Linked DNA regions of Sus scrofa: region 1 is linked to region 2. Evidence: chromatin contacts called from public Hi-C data. All regions are on one chromosome and are shown on one strand. The core of a region is the stretch at or near the end of the contact, and the rest is flanking DNA. Distances in the headings are between cores, read along the strand shown. Region 1 holds the start of LPAR1 (lysophosphatidic acid receptor 1). Region 2 overlaps LOC110256901 (a long non-coding RNA gene).

Region 1 (3,640 bases), core at 15-2,514, 360 kb after region 2:
AAAGAGCCATAACTCCAATACGCACCCTTTTCCCCTGGGGCTTACTACTCTGTTTGACAAAGGACTAGCTCCTTAGGAGAATGAACTTCACAGTTTTTCCAGTGCAGTCTCCCTTTAACCGGAATTGCAAGCTTTGAATCACAGACCTCCGGCTTCACAGTTATACTTAAGCTGGGCAAACCACACTTAGGCAAAGAGATGAAAACACAGACTGTGAAAGCCTGAAGGAATAGAAGATTTTGCCCTAATCACTGCAGTTACCTGTTTTCAAGACTCAAGTCTGTACATAACTATCTATTCCAGTGGGAACAACGCGTTCATAGTGACACTTTAACAAGCAAGCGCTCACTGGAAATCCACATTCACGAAAACTCCATAGATTACAACAAAAAAAGAAAGAAAAGTAGCAGCAGAGAGCAGCAATCTCAGGCCCCAGACTGAAGGCAACAAGTCAGGAGACGGTCATTCTTACACATCAAAGTCCAAATGGCAGCAAGAAAAACAAGAATAAATGGAAAATCCATTCACAACAAACTAGTCTTACACACAGGCGCGCACACACACACGCACGCACACACCCTCCAAAGGAGCCTGTCCATTTCAAAACCACCAACTTAAAGCCAGATTCCTCCCCTGCCTTAGACTCCCCAGTTACTTGCAAAACGTGTTAGGCGGCTGGACGGAAATTTAAAGTCCTCAGCCGGGGAGAGACCGCTGCGCGGTCGGCGAGAAGCAAGAGGTTCAGGAGCTCCGCACTGCGGGGCGCCGGGACCCCCAGCGGTCCGGGTCCACCAAGACGCGGCGGGGGGTGAGGGGGGAGTCGAGCGCCCCCCTCACCCGCCTTTTCTTACCCCACCCAGACCCAGGTAACCGGAGACCACCTACGTGTCACTTGGGCGGGTCCCAGCCGCAGACACCGCGCACAGCCTGGGGCCCGGGGATACGGGAGGGCCGATGACCCGGGCGGCTGCAGCAACTTCCCTGCCGGGGCTCGGTCAACTGGTTGGTCGGAGAAGCCGGGAGCGCCTCGCCTCCTGCCGGCCGGCCGGCGGGCACACACACCCACCCACACCCGGCACAGACGCGCGCATATACACACGCACTCGCAGCCACAAAGCCCAACTGCAGCGGGACCACGCACTCGGAGCGCGCCTTTGGGCAGCGGCCGCTGGCTCCGCGCCCAGGGTACACCGTCCGCCCGCGCCACCCCGCGCCGCGCGGGTCCCTTTACCTGCGCCTGCCGCCGCCGCCGCGCGTCCTACTCCCGCCGCCCCGGGGTTGGCCTCGGGCTGCGCGGTCAATCCCCGCAGCCCCCGCCCCGCGGCCAGCCGAGCCCGGCCCTCCGCCCGCCCCTCGGCCGTCGCCCGGAGCGGGGCCGCCCCCTGCGCCCACCCCGCCGGGGTCCCGCGCGCGCCGGGAGGCCGGGGAAGGCTCGGCGGCGCCGGAGCCCAGGCCGCCCGAGATCCGGGCGGGCTTCGCTGGGGGACAGGGGTGTCGCGGCTCGGGGAGCGCCTGCGGCCTCTCGGCCCCGACTGCTCGGGCTTTGGCGCGCTGGCAGGCGCGGCGGGGGAGGGGGCGCGGAGGGAGGGCCGCGGGAGCAGCGCCGACGCCGGCCCCCTTCTTCCTCCGCCTTCTTTCTTTTCTGCCGGCTCCACGTAGCACAAGTCAGCAACTCCCGCACCCTCCGACTCCCTCCCCCTCGCTCATTTCCCTTACCTGGTGCGACGCCCCCAGAGCCCCTACCGTCTGCGCTCCTCCTCCCCCATTCAGTGGCCGGACTCCCCGCCCCGGCTGCGGGACGGGGGCGAAGGGGTAGCCCAAGCCTCCCATTCATTACGTTCCCCGACCCACCCGCGGGCTTGGAGACCCACGGCCTCCAGCTCCGGATCCCCGCCCCCACCCGCTTCTGCGCTCACCTCGGCGCAGGACTCGGGGGGCCTCCCCCACAAGTTGCATTTTCATTTTGTCGCTCTTTTCTTCCCACTTGAAAAGCTCTGGAAAACATCGCGGGGCCCGCAAAACCCCCGATATCTGGCCTTTCTGGTAGTTCAGTTTCCAAACTTTCCGGGAGGCACAGTTTTTCCCAGCGCAGCCTTTAAGCCGAGGTTGCAAAGAACGCGGAGTCAATTTTGCTGGCGGAAAGGTGTACACGTTTCTATTTCTGAGTTTTCGATTGACTGGGTCTGCAGGCCAAAGCAAGTGTGACTGTGCTCCTCTAGTTCTCCATATCCATGATTATAAACTTCCCTTCCGCTTTCCTAGTGTAACTTTGCAAGTGCAAACTATCAATTTTAGAAGAGTAATTAAGGGAGGGTATGAACACCTGGAGGTGTGGGCGGGAGCCTCGCAGGAAGAAAGCCTGGCGATCGCTCTCAGGAAAAGTGGCAGCCACAGCGATTTCTCTGAGTTCTGGAACAACACCCAGTCCACTGGGGGGCTCTCAAGCCGCGCCACCCCCTACCACCTCCTGCCCTTGTCTTCCCTGGATGTTGGCAATTCTCTGCCTTCCGCTCCACTGCCAAAGCCACAACACAACAAAAGTAGCTGCTTAAGGGTAAAAAACGAAGTAAACTCTAGCCTGAAAGGGCACGTGGGGGACCATGACAGCAGTATGGCAGAGAAGTTGGCAGGAGTGAAACGAGTACATGCAAGAAAGAAACGCAGAACGGCGGCGAGGGAGGGCTGAGCTGGTAACTGGGTGACCTTGGGCTTTGCGTAAAAGCGAGGTCCTTGCGAGCAGCAGCGGGCGGGGAGGGGAAGACTTCTTGGAAGAGATGGAAACTTCTCAGGCTTCTCAAGAGGTATTCTTCGAAGAGAACTTGACCATGTCCCGCTAGTGACTGCTTAGAACCCCGACTGAGTTCTTCTTGCGGTTTTCACAGGATGCTCAGGGCGAAACCCTGGCTGCTGGTCAATTACTATCTGAAGCTCTTTCCTTTTTCAAACAATCTATCAAAACCCCTTTGTTTAAAAAAAAAAAAAAAAACTTTAAATGACTCTGCGTTTTCTCCTTTCCTACCAATTTATAATTTATTTTACAATAATCCTGACTAGGTGAAAAAATAGAAATTTTAATACATGTACAGGGCTAATATGTTCATGTACAGCATACAGAAAGGCATGTAAAAACTCTCATCACACAAATAATGAGAGCTGATCTAAAATTTAAAAAAAATACAAGGATGAATAGGAAAATGTCCACTATACAATCGAAAAATAATAGTATAGTCCACAGTATATTTGTAAGAAAAGAAAGACTATACTGAAAGGATCTTTTGTTTTCAACTGTAGCTCTATCCATCTCAGAAAACTCAGTTAATTTTCCTGTCTTCTTCCTACTGCACACTCTTTATTTACTGTTGGGTTTCTCAATACCAAAACTTCCATATCTAGGAAAAAATATTTTTAAATTTTATTTAAAATAAATTATTGTATTAGTTATAGCAATACTATCAAATAATTATTTAATTCAGAAATTAATTATTTCAATGGTTAGTTAGCCCTTCCTCATAAATCAAAGGTAAAGTGCAAATGTATTTCTTGCCTATCACTCAGCTTGAATGTTTTTGGGGGGGTTTTTTTGTTTTTGCTTTTTAGGGCCACACTCATGACATATGGAAGTTCCCAGCCTAGGGATCGA
Region 2 (3,441 bases), core at 831-3,330:
ACCAGATCTGAGCTGCATCTGCAATCTACACCTCAGCTTGCAGTAATACAGGATCCTTAACCCACTGAGTGAGGCCAGGGATCAAACGTGCAACTTCACAGAGATAATACCAGGTCTTTAACCTGCTGAGATACAATGGGAACTCCAAGATCTCTTAAGGTCAGTTGTTTTCCACTTTTGGTGAAAGAAATATTTTTTGTTTATTCATTCTTTTGATAAGGGTCTTATATATCTCCCTAGTAAAAGGGTGATTACACCCACCTTGTATTTCTCCAAACATCAAGGTTTTTCATAAGGGAGGTTGGTCTCCAGCCCCTTGGCCCATTAGCCCAAATTGAGTTGCAGAGGAATCTGGGGCAGTGGGCAGTCTTGGCAGGTAAATCTCATTTCTAGAGAGTTTCTCATCTGTGTCTCTCAAAAGTCTCATGCCTGATACTCCATCTCATCTGGCTGGAATGCTTTCCTGGTGCAGCATAAGACATGGAAACCTAACAGAAGACTGTTCCCCACCTCCACCCACCCCCGTTTTAGCATGTTGAACAGTTAGTAGCATTAACTTTGGCAAGAGTTTTCAGTTTGCCCACAGCAACCTGATAAAGCTGTCCAGGGCTCAGACCTCTCGGCTTAGCCACTCTCAAATCTTGTTGGATTCTTCCAAGGCACCTACACCAGTGAAGACTAGTAAGAAGCAGGTGCCTAAGACCCCCAGGAGGAGGCTTTTCCTCTGATCTTATGGTCCATGTTCAACTCAAGCCCAAGACCACAGAAATAAATATATATATATGGCATTCAGAATTTCTCCTTCATGTTTGAAAGCCTCTAATTTCTAAGGTAAGAGATTTGCAAGTCAATCCTGATTAAGCTTCTTTAAGTAGATCCCATGTGTCCTGTAATTAACAGAAATTCTAGCATTTGGATGGTACCCTTCCCTGGTTTCCTATGTGAATGTAGCCTTTTCTTCATTTCTAGTGAATTTCACATGCTACTGGGAAAGGCAATGTTAGCCATCTATGGTCAAGTAGCTACCTCCCCACAGTTGGTAACATCATCTGTCTTTGTCCTTTTTCTGTTTTATTTCACCTCTTCCTTTGAGTCCTTGTCTCATGCTTTCTCTCAGCACTCATAAAAAGGTATGAGGCAAAAATGAATTAGGCAAGAAAAGAAGTAATACATTTCTCTTACATCCTCACATCTTGGAGAGGCAGTTTCCTGTGAGCTCTGCTTCTTCTCCCTGATCTCACATCTACCTAGCTAACAACTTCTCAGCTCAAATACTCTCCTCTCTGGAGAGTTACCTCAGACAGGTCTCACTCCTGTGAGACCCCACATCTGTGCCCACAGCTCTCCCAATAGTGCTCTGCATATGCCCCCCTCACCCCCATTATGCTCTGTCATCCTTTCCCATGTACTCGCCCATCTCCCTGGCCAAACTGAACTCCCTGATAGAGCTACCTACCTACCACTGGATTCCGATGGCCATGCTGAGTGAATTAAATGAATGAACAGGTTTGGAAAAAAGAGAGAAAAGACAAGAAGAACAACTTTCTTAGAACTTCTAACCTGTTCCTAAATTGGATCCCATTTAAGATCTCTCATGCTGTTTTCAACTGACTGGGGGAGACAAATGTGAAGAAGAAAAAGCAAGCTGGATAGTGGACTGATAACCATTTCTGTTTGTTCTCCATCAAAAGCATAGTACATGTGTTAGAGGCCATCTTGCTGTAAATAATTACTAATAGCCAATAAGTATATAAACACAGCTTTTGATACTAGTTTTCCATATCATCCCCATTTCTTTATAATAAATGCACTATGCTGCAATGGTAGAAAAACGAATTGTCCCCTATGGAAAAGCTACCCATCAGCCCCCCGGCCCCTAAACAATATACAATCTTGTTTTTTATGGCTCTCAGCTGCACCCTGCCTGGAAGATGCTTTAGACATGAGCCAGCTTTTTACGTCTAACAAATGCCCAGTAAAAGACACTTCGAATTCCAGTTGGACTGAACTTGCCCCTGCTCCAGAGGGCACGTAAATGAATAAATACATCGTGCACACACATATGCACGCACACAATCCTCAGAGCAGCTGTGTTATATTATAAGTTGGAGGCCCTTTGTTAGTTCAGATGTTTCAGGTCTGTAAAAGCACTCTGGAGAAGAAATAAATATTATGAGTAAGTCTCGTTTCCAGGCTTGTAGTGGGGAAACACTTACTAGCAGAGTTTACTACAGCTTTATACTAGAACAATCTCGTAAAAGAATACCAGCATGACTCACTCGGCACATGACTGCTAAGACAAGATGGTGTTTGTTTTATTCCCTAAATATTCAAAACATGATTTCATTCAGACCTTTTCCCCAGATGGACTTTCTTTTCAATAAAGCTCATTAGAATAATCATGGATCATGGACTCCCAACCTTTCTTCTTCTTTTTTTCCTTAAAGTATTCATCTTCCTTTTACTTTACTAAATATTGAATATTAATAAAATTTCACCACGAGGGAAATGTATATATTTGAATCGTCAAAGGAAGGTCAGGAAGCTGAACAGGAACTTAGTGTGGAATCCAGATCATTCCTTTTGTGGAATTGGTCTTTCGCTTTGAAGGCTTGGGGTCTGAAGTTGACAAATTCAGTAACAAGAAGAGAATGTGGTGAAGATTGATATAAATGTGACTTTGTTAATTTACAAGGAGAAGGGACTCTTACAATAACCAAACACTCTAAATCTGCCTATCAGTGCATTCTCTTCTTCTTGTCAAACCCTTTGAGAAGCCAAATTATAATAAATAGGAACAAGAGGACAGGGAGAAGTTGATTTTTAATGGCGCCGAGAGCCTGATTTGTCCATCTTCCTATGAGGTCTTGTTAAAGGGATTAGAAACACTTTGCCATGCTCTTCCCAAAGCCTGGTACATTCTTTCCCCATTCTTCACTAACTTTTCCTAATCCATTTAATCTTACCTTAATTATCACTTTCTTAGAGAGAAAATTTCTGGTCTTTTTATCTAAGAAAGGGCCCCTGTTATATACTCCAGAGCTCACTGTAATTTCCCTTTGTAGCACCTACTTCAATCTGCACTTAAATACTTATTTGTTGCTTTGAGTCCTATCTACCCGTAGACTGTAGGCTTCAGGAGAGCAGACGCCATGTTTGTCTTGAGTCCCACAAGGTTCTCAGTACCACCGCAGTGCCTGGCCCCTCTGCAAGCATTCAGTACATATTTGTCAAATGAATAAATGAATGTTCATCCAGAAGCTGCCCAGAGCTGTGGCTAAAAGCACAGGTGCTGGATTCAGGCTCCCTAGATTGAAATCCTGACTCTGCTTCTTAATAACCATGTGAGCTTGAGCAAATTACAGAATGAGATCCCTTATCTGTAAAATGAAGACAGTGATACTGCCTGCCTCACAGCATTCTAATGAGGATTAAATAAGT

Evidence for each region. Hi-C and Micro-C count contacts between places; a contact is called where the count stands out from the background.
Region 1: a Hi-C map of fetal skeletal muscle shows a contact between it and region 2, with 2.2 times the contacts expected there. The contact joins the promoter of LPAR1 here to the enhancer-like site in region 2. A contact is called at or near these places in 4 of 47 Hi-C or Micro-C datasets (embryonic fibroblasts, fetal skeletal muscle and subcutaneous adipose tissue) and 1 of 2 datasets of contacts at active chromatin or transcription factors (skeletal muscle).

Annotation. Positions count from the first base shown.
Region 1 is chr1:251,976,921-251,980,560 of Sscrofa11.1, forward strand. LPAR1 (lysophosphatidic acid receptor 1) reads right to left here and starts at 1,265. Exons shown (of 4, transcript NM_001244357.1): 1 at 1,232-1,265.
Region 2 is chr1:251,616,676-251,620,116 of Sscrofa11.1, forward strand. All of the region lies in intron 5 of LOC110256901 (a long non-coding RNA gene), which reads right to left. Among named protein-coding and RNA genes, the nearest start is that of MUSK, 32 kb to the right of the region's middle. Within about 2 kb of position 2,081, at least 10 of the 83 cell types and tissues checked have an H3K27ac peak or open chromatin away from gene starts, as enhancers often do. A contact at or near this core is called in fetal skeletal muscle, where this site is marked.